Regions from separate parts of the Mus musculus genome. Here region 1 is linked to region 2. A link is a contact called in public Hi-C data. All regions are on one chromosome and are shown on one strand. The core of a region is the stretch at or near the end of the contact, and the rest is flanking DNA. Distances in the headings are between cores, read along the strand shown.

The links. Hi-C and Micro-C count contacts between places; a contact is called where the count stands out from the background.
Region 1: a contact with region 2 is called in a Hi-C map of the N1E-115 cell line, with 2.4 times the contacts expected there. The contact joins the enhancer-like site here to the promoter of Slc7a14 in region 2. A contact is called at or near these places in 7 of 39 promoter capture datasets (3T3-L1-derived adipocytes, the C10 cell line, cranial neural crest and 2 more), 3 of 484 Hi-C or Micro-C datasets (the N1E-115 cell line, liver and nephron progenitors), 1 of 115 datasets of contacts at active chromatin or transcription factors (a beta-TC-6 cell line) and 3 of 9 other capture datasets (adipose tissue, embryonic stem cells and pancreatic islet).

What each region holds. Positions count from the first base shown.
Region 1 is chr3:31,433,091-31,439,629 of GRCm38.p6, reverse strand. No RefSeq gene overlaps it. Among named protein-coding and RNA genes, the nearest start is that of Slc7a14, 130 kb to the right of the region's middle. Within about 2 kb of position 3,944, at least 13 of the 459 cell types and tissues checked have an H3K27ac peak or open chromatin away from gene starts, as enhancers often do. A contact at or near this core is called in the N1E-115 cell line, where this site is marked.
Region 2 is chr3:31,306,431-31,312,332 of GRCm38.p6, reverse strand. Slc7a14 (solute carrier family 7 (cationic amino acid transporter, y+ system), member 14) reads left to right here and starts at 2,014. Exons shown (of 8, transcript NM_172861.3): 1 at 2,014-2,162. Gm15496 (a long non-coding RNA gene) reads right to left here. Exons shown (of 3, transcript XR_880740.3): 1 at 3,035-5,902; 2 at 1,294-1,359.

The sequences.
Region 1 (6,539 bases), core at 2,695-5,194, 130 kb before region 2:
CTGAGACACTGTATGTTGTGGGGATGGGGACAGTGTATGGGTACTTCTGTGCATGTGGGGGTACAGCTCAGAGGTTTGGGTTCGGTGTTGTGCTTTCTTTTGCTTTTACTTTTCTATTGCTGTAACAAAACACTGTGAATAAAAACAACTTGGGGATTAAAGGGTTTATTTCAGCTCATAGCGTTCATCATCCAGGGATGACAAGGAAAGAACTCAAGGCAGGAACCTGGAAGCTGATATAAAGCCGCAGAGAAGTGCTGACTACTGGCTTTCTCATCATGGCCTGCTCATTCTCCTTTCTAATGCCATCCAGGACTACAGGCCCAGGTGTACTACCTACCTTTGTGGGATGGACACACCCACATTAATCAACAATTAAGAAAATTCAACCCAGATTTGCCCACAGGATAATCAACTGGGGGCGTTTTCTCAATTGAGGTCCCCCCTTCCAAAATGACTCTAGCTTGTGTCAAGCTGACATAAAACTAGCCATCATAACACAGTGTCTTCTTCAATTACTCTCCACTTAGGTCTCGAGACAGAGTATCTCACTGAACCTGGAGCTCAACAACTTGAGTAGACTAGCCAAGAGAGCTACAAGGATCCTTCCTTCCTTCCTTCCTTCCTTCCTTCCTTCCTTCCTTCCTTCCTTCCTTCTCTCCCTCCTCATGCAGAATGGTAGGTATGTTCTGCTTTGCCTGATACTTTGTACATGATTGCTAGGGGTCCAAATTAAGATCCTCATGCTTTTGTAGCAAACACTTAGCCAGGACCAGACCATCTCTCCAGCTCAAGAACAACCCTTTGAAATGTGTTTCTTGACAGATGGAAGAGCTAAGGTTTGAAGACTAATTTGACTGTCATAATAGATCATCAAAAGCAGAGTCAGTACCTGGTGTCTTGTTCTGAGACAAACTAATCCATCAAAATAGGCAAGAACGGTACCTAAGACAGAGAAAGCATTCTTTAACAGACTGACATAGGGTACGTGACTAGGTATAGTCTGAGGTCTGGTGACCAATGGATCGAGAATCCAGATGAGCCTTTTATTCCAGGCTAGGAAGAGATTATGATCAGTTCTCACCACACAGAGAAGTACATCCTTCTGCACTGTCTTTGTTAGCATTTTTTCTACTCTACCGCAGATCTAACCACAGCCTACTTACCAAGTCTAGGCTTGATTATCTTTTCTTTTCTTCCTTTCTTTTTCCTTTTCTCTGTATTCTTTTCTTTCCTTTCTTCCTCCCTCCATCCCTCCGTCCCTCCCTCCCTTCTCCTTCCTTCCTTCCTTCCTTCCTTCCTTCCTTCCTTCCTTTTCTGTTTCACCCAGTGTGGTGCCCAAGATTTCCACTGTGGACAGGCAGGACCAGAAGGACAGAAGAAGTCATCATCATAGATTACACTGCATCTCTGAGTGCCGTGAACTCTTGGCCAGCAGCCAGGGGATGAGTCTACAATGCAAAGCCAGACGGCAAGAAGCCAAGACTGTCTCAGAGCTTTGCATGCGATGGTGTTAGATGAGGCTAATTTATCAGCTCTTCACACCAGATGTTCCCAAGGTGTAGCTATAGGAAACAGAGACATCTACCACTTCCCTTAAGGCCCAGTAGACAGGCCCAGCTCTATACTATGCCCTCAGAATGAGAGGTGTATGGAGGTGAGGCTCTGCACAATGGCCGTGCCTCCTTTCCCTGCCCAGGAAAGGGAGTTTCTCTGCAGCTGTGATGGGTTTCAGCAACTGTGAGGAGGCAGAGCCAAGAGAGAGGATTTCCACACATCACTGTATTTAGTCCCTATGACTGAGCAGTGAACTGTTTGGTTTTCCAAGTTCTAAATGAGGATCCTGAGGTTTGAAGGCCAAGTGACATAACAGCAGTGTCCAAACAGGGAGAACAGGCAGCAGGATCAGTGTCCATACAGTGAGAGCAGGCAGCAGGGGCAGTGTCCATACATTGAGAATAGGCAGCAGGATCAGTGTCCATACAGTGAGAACAGGCAGCAGGATCAGTGTCCATACAGTGAGAACAGGCAGCAGGATCAGTGTTCATACAATGAGAATAGGCAGCAGGATCAGTGTCCATACAGTGAGAACAGGCAGCAGGATCAGTGTCCATACAGTGAGAACAGGCAGCAGGATCAGTGTCTGTACAGGGAGAACAGGCAGCAGGATCAGTGTCTGCACAGTGAGAACAGGCAGCAGGATCAGTGTCCATACAGTGAGAACAGGCAGCAGGATCAGTGTCCATACAGTGAGAACAGGCAGCAGGGTCAGTGTTTATACAGTGAGAATAGGCTGCAGGATCAGTGTCTGTACAGTGAGAACAGGCAGCAGGATCAGTGTCCATACAGTGAGAACAGGCAGCAGGATCAGTGTGTGCACAGTGAGAACAGGCAGCAGGATCAGTGTCTGTACAGTGAGAACAGGCAGCAGGATCAGTGTCTGCACAGTGAGAACAGGCAGCAGGATCAGTGTTCATACAGTGAGAACAGGCAGCAAGGTCAGTGTCTGTACAGTGAGAACAGGCAGCAGGATCAATGTTCATACAGTGAGAACAGGCAGCAGGGTCAGTGTTTATACAGTGAGAACAGGGTGCAGGATCAGTGTCTGTACAGGGAGAACAGGCAGCAGGATCAGTGTCTGCACAGTGAGAACAGGCAGCAGGATCAGTGTCCATACAGTGAGAACAGGCAGCAGGATCAGTGTCTGCACAGTGAGAACACCCAGCAGGATCAGTGTCCATACAGTGAGAACAGGCAGCAGGGTCAGTGTTTATACAGTGAGAATAGGCTGCAGGATCAGTGTCTGTACAGTGAGAACAGGCAGCAGGATCAGTGTTCATACAGTGAGAACAGGCAATAGGATCAGTGTCTGCACAGTGAGAACAGGCAGCAGGATCAGTGTCTGTACAGTGAGAACAGGCAGCAGGATCATTGTGTGCACAGTGAGAACAGGCAGCAGGATCAGTGTCTGTACAGTGAGAACAGGCAGCAAGGTCAGTGTCTGTACAGTGAGAACAGGCAGCAGGGTCAGTGTCTGTACAGTGAGAACAGGCAGCAGGATCAATGTTCATACAGTGAGAACAGGCAGCAGGATCAGTGTCCATACAGTGAGAACAGGCAGCAGGATCAGTGTTCATACAGTGAGAACAGGCAGCAGGATCAGTGTGTGCACAGTGAGAACAGGCAGCAGGATCAGTGTTCATACAGTGAAAACATGTAGCAGGATCAGTGTCTGTAGAGTGAGAACAGGCCACTGCTGGATCAGTGCTTGACTGAGGTTTGAGGGATGCCTGGAAGCTCTGTCAATTAGATGATAAATGTGCCTTACCTCTGGGACACTTGAGTTTAGATCATATATGCTGTAATAACCTGAGATCCCTTCTGCATGGAAAGAAAAATGAAGAGAGATAGATGAGAGAGAGAGAGAGAGAGAGAGAGAGAGAGAGAGAGAGAGAGAGAGAGACCAATTAACCAGAATACAAAAATTTCAAAGATAGCAAGGTTTAAAAGACTGAACAGAGATGCAGGCAGCCTCTACTCTTAACACGATGGAAGCAGAAAGTAAAGTCAAATGCTGGCTTAAACACAATGCTTTTCTTTTCACACATACATCCAAAAAAACACATACAACAGCAACACTGTAGCCATGATGGGATGTGGTTTCCATAGCAATGTGAATAATTTCCAGGAAAATTGTTCAAATTGAAAACAGATGTCTTTCCTCATTAAGAGAAACAAGTTTTAAAAAAGGCCTCATCGATATCTCTTTTTCACAGGTCATAAGATTTGATTATGGCAGAGTAACAGCAACCCCCAGCACAGACCAAACAGGAAGTACAGCCATCAGGGAAGTCAGAGATAAAACAGGCCCTGTTGATCCAGAGGAACCTCATCACCAAGGACACCACCTACCACATGGGCTGTGCTACGCAAGACTGGAGGCCTGCCTTTTGTAGGTCTGTATAATGATCACTAGCCAGCATATTATACTGTCGAGAGGAGAATGCCAGTGCTGTGTGACAGTATTGTTGTGAAGAGGTAATGTGTACTCACCTCAGACAGGAAACAAACAGACCAAAGTAAGTAGCAGTATCAAGGTCAACCTGATGGACCAATGAGTTTATCAGGTCACTTACAGGACTCTGGATGAAGGGATTACTTGCAGGACTTTGAGCAACTCAATGGCAGTGACATCACCAGAAGCTTACAGAACATGAGGTATGACTCACAAAAGCTGGCCTTGGCACTCTTAACAACTGCCCTGCAGGTGGGAGAATCTCCTCTCTACAACTTCCCTGATCAGTCTTCTCCCTCAGCAGTCATTTCCTACTTCAAAGCCTTGGGGAGGGACTCTGGGGAGTCCTCTCAGGCTCAACTGCCTCTGACATAGAAACTTTGTTTGCCTCCTGGGACTCTTGAGTCCCCATTGCCTCTGAGAAGGAATGTTCTAACTCAGAACAAACTGCTAAACAGCACCAGTCTTCCTCAAATACAAAAAAGATCTGGAGGGAGTGAGAATGGTTTTCTCCAGAGAGCATCATTAGGCATTCAATGAGATAGAAAGGCCTAGAACTAAAAGACAATGGCGAACTGAAAAAGCCAGCACTCTATTCTAAAGTCCTCCCAGGAATCATTTCAGTTATTCTCCAAGAGGGAGGCAGGACTACACTCCCTGATGCACAGCAGTGGAAACCAAGGCTCAGGGATGAAGCATCCCACCGATGAGAGCATACTTTCAAAACAGCAAAGGCAGGATTTAAGTTCTGAAAGTCCAACTGCAGAGTCTGCACAGACCAATCATTCACAAGAGATAGATTCTTGCTCAACATCTCCCATTGTCTTCAGTGACCCAACTGGGGCTCATGGATTACATCGAGGTTTCCACACTACCAGGCTGGCTCTCCCCAGTGAACTGTGGTACTGGGAGAATGAAGAGAGCCTGCAGAAGTTAGGATGATTAAAATATCCTTTTTTGTAAAAAAAAGATATACTCATGTATGTGTGTACCTCCACTATGGAGTGTGTCCATAGAAGTCAGAACACAGTGTGAGCTATCCAGGAGCTAGATACAGGGAACCTAACTCTGACCTTCTACAAGCAGTAAGAGCTCTTAACCCCTGAGCCCTCGTTCCAATCTGCCAAAGGCATCCTTTATAATGAACACATTCAAGTTCCAAATGAGCAGCTTCCTCAAAACTCCCTCTTCAGGAAAAACCCCATAAAGTACTTTAAGGATGTAGCCAGATTTGGAAGGGGCTGTAGTTTGATTAGCTATTTATTTACTGGGTCTCAAAGTTAAGCTAGAACTCTTCTACACACAGATCACTGTGTCTGGAAGAACAAGGGTGGGCATGTACTCCTAATGTAGATAAAGGAGTGATGATGATAGAAAATAGCTACATTCTTTATACCAGCTCTCTTTGCTGACCTTGTAGATAACAATATCTAGATTTAAAATAGATACTTTGGCAGATACCTGCTGAGGACGAAATCAAAAAAGTTTGTGAGTTGGGATATAAATACAAACGCTGGGCTGGAGAGATGGCTCAGTGATTAAGAGCACGGATACACTCCCAAAGGTTCAACCAACCTTCTGTAAATCCAGTTCCTTGGTATCTGACACCATCTTCTAAACATAAACGTTAGGGGCAACTTTGATGATGTCCTTGCTTCAGCAGAATTGAGCCTCAGTTCATATACCTGCTAGGTAACCACGAACAGGTTATGTGGGGAGCCGCCCTCACATTCTCCGTTGCAAGATGGCGCTGACATCCTGTGTTCTAAGTGGTAAACAAATAATCTGCGCATGTGCCAAGGGTAGTTCTCCACTCCATGTGCTCTGCCTTCCCCATGACGACAACTCGGCTGATGGGCTGCAGCCAATCAGGGAGTGACACGTCCTAGGCGGAGGATAATTCTCCTTAAAAGGGACGGGGTTTCGCCATTCTCTCTCTTGCTCTTGCTCTTGCTCTTGCTCTTGCTCTTGCTCTTGCTCTCTGGCTCCTGAAGATGTAAGCAATAAAGCTTTGCCGCAGAAGATTCCGGTTTGTTGCATCTTTCCTGGCCGGTTGCGAACACGTGTAAGAAGGTTAGGTTAGGTAACCATTTTTATAGCTGAGACTCCAAAGGGTTACATGAGGAGATGTTCACAGTTGATGGCTGCTGGAGATTGGAAAGTCAGTTTTCTTTAAGGGTGTGATCACTGTAGATCAGTTATGCTCCAGTAGGGGGCGCTGCACCCACGGACATATGGGTGAGAGAAAATGGACTGAGTGGGTTATAAAAAGAGAGAAGAGATTGCCAGTCTGGGAGACGGTAGGAAGAATGTGACAGGCATTAGGGGGAGGTTTGGGAAATGGATATGATCAAAATACACTGCACGTATATACAAAATTCTCAAAGAATTGGCTGCAACATGGAATTAAAGTGGACTGATGACCTCACTGTCACCATGCCTCAGAAGAGGTGGGACTATCAGTGTGCAGCATTTGGGTGGACTCCGATGTTTCCTTAGCCACACTTCTGCTCCCTTGCTTTTC
Region 2 (5,902 bases), core at 765-3,264:
AAAGCTTATTAAGGAAGTGTGCCAGGACTTGGGGTTGGAATTTGCTTAAGGGTAGCAGATTCTCTGGTTTGTGTCAGGGTTGTGCTGGGTTTGTTAGCAGTGGATTAGAAAACAGTTATCACTTTTCCAATATCAGCGAAGGTCTATTCCTGCTCTTGGACTAGGAATGTTTGGGGTTTGGAACTGACTGATCTTTCTTTTTTAATTAATTAATTTATTATATGTAAGTACACTGTAGCTGTCTTCAGACACCCCAGAAGAGGGAGATCAGATCTCATTACAGATGGTTGTGAGCCACCATGTGGTTGCTGAGATTTGAACTCAGGACCTTCAGAAGAGCAGTCAGTGCTCTTAATCTCTGAACCACCTCTCCAGCCCTCCCCCATCTGTTTTTTTAGATTACCAACCTAAACCCTGTTATGCTGAAATACGGCACAAAATTACACCAATTCGTAAATATCCACTGCTGAGATTCTGCCTGGCATCCAAAAGATGGTCCTGGATGAGGAGAGATTAATTTTAAAAGATCCATCTCAGAGGAGTGTGGCACTAATCTCTGAGACCTGCATAGCCCTTGAGTTTCAGGTACACTTGTAAACTTGGGGATTTCTCAGTAGCTGTCCCCTAACAAACCCCAGCTTCCCTCTCCTAAACCCGTAATATACCTGGACTAACACGGGCAACACCTCCTGCTGGCCACAGGTTTATTATGTATTTGTTTATGCTTTACCACTATAGCTTCTCATAGGCTAACGATTAGTTCATCTGAACAACAAAACTGTCTCAGAGAGTAGACATTCTCTGCCCATTTTTAAGATAAAACTCCGAGGCCTCAGGCGATCAGTCAAGGATTACATGTGTCCCCTGAACAGCCTGCTTCAACATCCCAAATTCTGACTCTTTAACCTTACCCTTTTTCTGCAACATCTCACAGCTTTGTGGGCATCCAAAGAAGTCAGAAATACTATGAACAACTAGTTAAAGGCTTAAGTCATAGTGATGGCTCACCAAGGCTCCTGTAGGCTCAAGGGAGTGTTGAGCATGAATGGTGAATGTACCAGGACTGTCCGGGCCATGATTGGACGTACTTAGATGTGAACTTGCCCTACGTGAAAAGACAGCAGCCAGCCAGTAATCTCCCTGAACACAACAAACTTAGTAACTTTTATTTCTCATAGAAGAGGTTTACATGGCATCAGCTCCATTCCACTAACACATACATAAATAACATGCTTCTTGTTTTCTGAAATGTATTATTATTTTAATAGAGGCAAGAGAAAGACTCTCACTTACCGATCTCTGCGTGTGTCTAGCACTGAGTTAGGCAACTTCAAGAGCATGTCAACTCTCTCTACAGTCCTAGGAGATGTTCATTTCACAGACAAGGGAAGAAAAAGCAAGACGTTAAATGCTACAAGTCATAGATTGAAAATCCTTGTAGATCTTCAGAAACCTCAAATCCATGAAATGTTGTGGACTCTAAACTAAGCTGGATCTATTTGAGCTTTTGGTCTTGTCTTCTTTGAGAGCTGAGAGAGAGACTAACCTCCCCATCCCTTGTTTACAGTGACAGTGAGGTGGAGGGGGAAAAGTTAAGAGTACCAAGACCACCTCAAGGAGGTAGTGGGGTAGCTTCCAGCGAGCAGGAAGCAGGCCTGGCTGGGTAGCTGAATCCAGGAGAGGTGGAGCTGTTGGCAGAAGCCAGCCCAAACAGTACAGCGACACTGCAGAGTCCTACCCCACCCTGCCTTCCCAGAGCATAGAACTGCCCGGGCTCCTCTGCTCCAAGCACCAGAAAGGTAGCAGAGGCTGGAGGCCGCACCTGGAAGGCGGGTGAGGTGTAGTGAGTGACAGACCCGGGGGGCGGGGTGGGGGGGCGGGGGGGTGCGGGAAGGGGCGGCGGGAGTGGTGCTAGGACTCGGTAATGGAAAGGGCTGGGTTAGCCACGTGATTACAAGGAGGCGGAGATAGGCAAGCTGGAGAGCAAACTGGCAGGCGCGGGAGGGGTGCGGAGGGGTTTCAATCTGAATAATTGAAGAGCGATTCAGCAACGTCCGCTGTCTCCTGCCTTCCTTTATCACTACCACCGCCCTCATCTCAGCTCTAAGTGCAGACCGCCGGACATTAGCATCCAGTTCAGGCCATCACCTCCAGCCCCTCTGGTGAGTGGATGCCCTCTTCACCACAGTCTGTGCCCCCAGCGCGGCCCCGGGCTTCCCAGCTGGACCCCGGAGACTAAGATGAACCAGGGAGCCCCAGACACCTGCAGGGTGGAAGCGGGAACATGGCGCGGAGGTTGAGGGCGACCTACGGGAAGGGGATCTCTGGAAAGACCAAGGAGCGAGGTCAGGGTCGCGCGGGCTTCCACTGGGAATGGGTCCCCCGGTAGCATCCTCGATGAGGGGACTCGCGGGAGCCGGCAGGCGGAGCGCGGGCTGGCGCAGCCTCCGCTGCGGCGGGAGCGAGAGGCTAAGATGCTGGGGATGACAGTGTGGGCCTCCCAGGTCTCCGCAGTCGCGGGGCCCGTCCTGTCCTCCAAGCCTATCCACGCACCTGACGGGGGCAACTGGGCTCTTGGCCTGGGATTGAGCCCTTGGAAAAAGGAGAGGTGTTTTCCGGGCCGCAGTCCCAGAGGAAGGCGGGGACATGAATCTGTCCTTTAACCAGAGCAAAACTCTTCAAAGGGACTCCAATGGAGCCCTGCGCCCCGACTAGGCTGGTGCGCCACGAGGACCATCTGTCCCCGGCCAAGCGGGAGACCGTGCAGTGAGGAGGATGTGACGGGAGAGCTATCTGGGTAGGTTCCTGCCCGGAGCCCGCGGCTCTCGAGAGGACTCTCGCACGCACTGCTTCGCCTCTTTGGGGCCTTTTTCCCAGCCCCAAAACACATCTCAGTTTCCCACAAATTCTGAGGGCCAGAGTAGGGTGGCGTGGCCCCAAGCCTTCTGTCTCCACTGAGTCACCCTCCTCCCCCGCCAAGTGTGCATTTTACATCATGATCAAACTGTAAGGTAGAAGCTGTCAAATGACTTACAGAAGAAAGATGAGGGAAGGTGGAAGCAGCACAGGCTGTCGTCTCTTCTTGATAGTGATTCCGCTACGTGTGCGAAACTCGGTTCATTGAGAGCTTGAGTTGAGAGACTCAAAGGATGTTCGCCTGCGTGGCAGAGGCAGTAACTGGCCAGAGTAACTAAGGGTTGCAGGGATAATCTGCCTCTGAGAGCTGGGGACAGGTTGAAGAGCTGGCTAGAGTTGGGATGGTGTGCCGCTGTCCGGGGTGCTGAAAGTTGTCTGCTGCGCGGTAAATACCTGGGGACTGGTGGGATCCGTGCTGGCTGGTCAGCTTTCCCTGCAGTTGAGATCTAACACCTAAAGGGCATTGTCTCGTGTTTACCAAGAAAACAAGCGAGTATCCTTTGCTTTCCCAGTTCTCTGCTTTCCCAGACTTTCGTTGGAGGTTCCCAGCATGTCTGGGTAGAAAAACAAGGGGGCCCTGTCATTCCAGGATGTGGCTTGATAACTCTGGATGATGCCCTCGTTCTTCCTGTTCCAAGTCTTCCGGTTCATAGTGTTGAAAAAGCAGTTAGGGATGCTGTCCTGATAAACATTTCTGTAGCTTTTAGGAACCAGAGAACTGTAAGTCTACAGAAAAATAAGTGGATTAATTAAAAGGGAGATGGATTCAGGCTTGCTTTGGGTTATGACTCTCCTCTGTATGCTTCTGTCACCACCGCGTATTTTCTCATCCTCCAAACACAAATTTTAATACACTGTAGGTTTATTTCTTTAGTGTTCCATGGGTGGGATGAAGAATGGGGTGAGGCAATGGGAATGGGGGCGGGGAGAGACTATTTACTGAGCATCTATACTCTGCTAGACAATGCCATCTAGTTTAAACTTCACACCAGTGCTTAACCGTATATAACACAGATGGAAAATCTACAGTTAGGGATCTTGAAAATCTACAGTTAGAGGTTGCGTTCACACTGTATACTGCTCAGCTCCCATGTCCAAGTCACTTATATGATCTTGCTCATGAATGTAACTTTCAACAGCTGTGATGAGAAGCAGGGATATAGTAATTGACAAAAGGAGGGCTGCATTCTCCTTCACACACTCCGTTATCTCTCTAGTCATTTCTTCTTTAATCTGCTCACCCACCCACTGTCACTCGCCCCCACCCTGCCAACTGTCTTGTGCTTGCCACAACTGTTCACACAACTTGAGCGCCAGTTTTACAGAAACAGGTTGGAAGCTAAACCAGCAGGCTTTCCTGGAAGGACAAGAACGGGAAGAGTGAAACAGTGAGCAAGCCTGGAAACCCAGATATGCCTTCATTTTAGATTCGTTCTGTTGTAATGGTGGTAAACATGTGTTTGGCAACGTTGTTTTACAGAAAGCAGACTGTGGGAACTCAGGGCTCCCATTCTTCCCAGTCACTTAATTGAAGTTAGTATCTTAATCCTGCAAATACTTTCCAGAGCCAGCACCCTTCTCACTCACCCACAGGGCCTGAACTATTTACCCGCAATGCCTTCTTGGTCACCTTTCACAGATAATCACGATAAGGCACAAATGTCTAACATGCAGATAGTCATTCCCCTTAGCTATTTCTCCCATCTTTTTCCTCTTCTGGTTCCACTCCAGTGCCGTCTACCTCAGTGTCCCTGAAACACATAACCAATCTTCAGTGATGTTTCCCATAAAGCAAACAGGGATGATGCTGTGGCTGTCTCCACCATGCCCTTGTTACCTATACTTTCTCTGACTCAGTCCAATGGCACAATTTTCCCCAAACTGATGATGCTAAGCAGTTCTCCATGCTTCAGATGGACTTGGAAGAAGGCTCTAAAATAATCTAGGAAGATATACAAATCACTAAATAGTGCCAGCGTTTATAAAATGCTCTCCACAGGTTAGTCATGATGCCAAGTCCTTTCATCTATCGTTTCTTGGGGTCTCCCCAATTCTCTCAAGTACAGAGCTTCATCAGAGACTGTCCTGAGATGGCCAGCCATCCTAGCAGACTCTGACAGCTCATTCACTTCTCCGTGCTTCTTTTAACAGCCTGTAGTAAAATCTCATCTTCATTCTTTGGATTCCTGTAGCCCTGGTGAGTAGACATTTTTACACTGAATTGATGGTGCTGTCTTGCTCCAAATCTTAGTTTAGAAATTCAAATTCAATCCAAATGGCACTGAAATGCAAATGGATCTTCCATCTTCCATTTGTTAGTCCTTCCTCAGAGATCCCCAGATGTCTTCTTGTTGTTATTGCCAACAATTTGCTTCAGCCCCTCCCTCCTTTATGCCCAGTTAAGGCATAATTCATATTAAGTTCATATTAAATAACCCCACAAGCCTAAAGATGCTACTGATGGGGTGTTCTGGGCCCTATGAGCCATAATCTTAAACCATATAGAACCTCTCTGTCCAGTACAGTAATCAAGAGCTACATAGACCTATTTAAAGTCAAACTGTAACTAAAATGTTTAGAAGTCAGTCAGTATCTCATATTTCAAGTGCTCAATAACCATAGGTGACAAGTGATTATCTTGTCAGAAGCTTTGTTAGACAATGCCACTTTAGAAAGTGCTAAAAAAAAAAAAAAAAAAAAAAAATTCTCACGGCAACAAAGAACTAGGCATTGAGACAAATTAAGGATTCAAGACTCTTTTGAAGCTTCTTCCCAGAAAGGAGAAAAGAATACTTGTGCCTACTCTATCTCTAGCCCCACAGATGGACAGGGTAGTCCAGACAGCAAGGAGCTCTGTATCAGCTTTGAGGAGCTGATAACCTCAAGAATCTGCTTCCTATAAACTCTATAAATGGGGTGGTGGTTCGGTTTGGTTTGGTTTGGTTTGGTTTGGTTCGGTTCGGTTCGGTTCAGTTCAGTTCGGTTT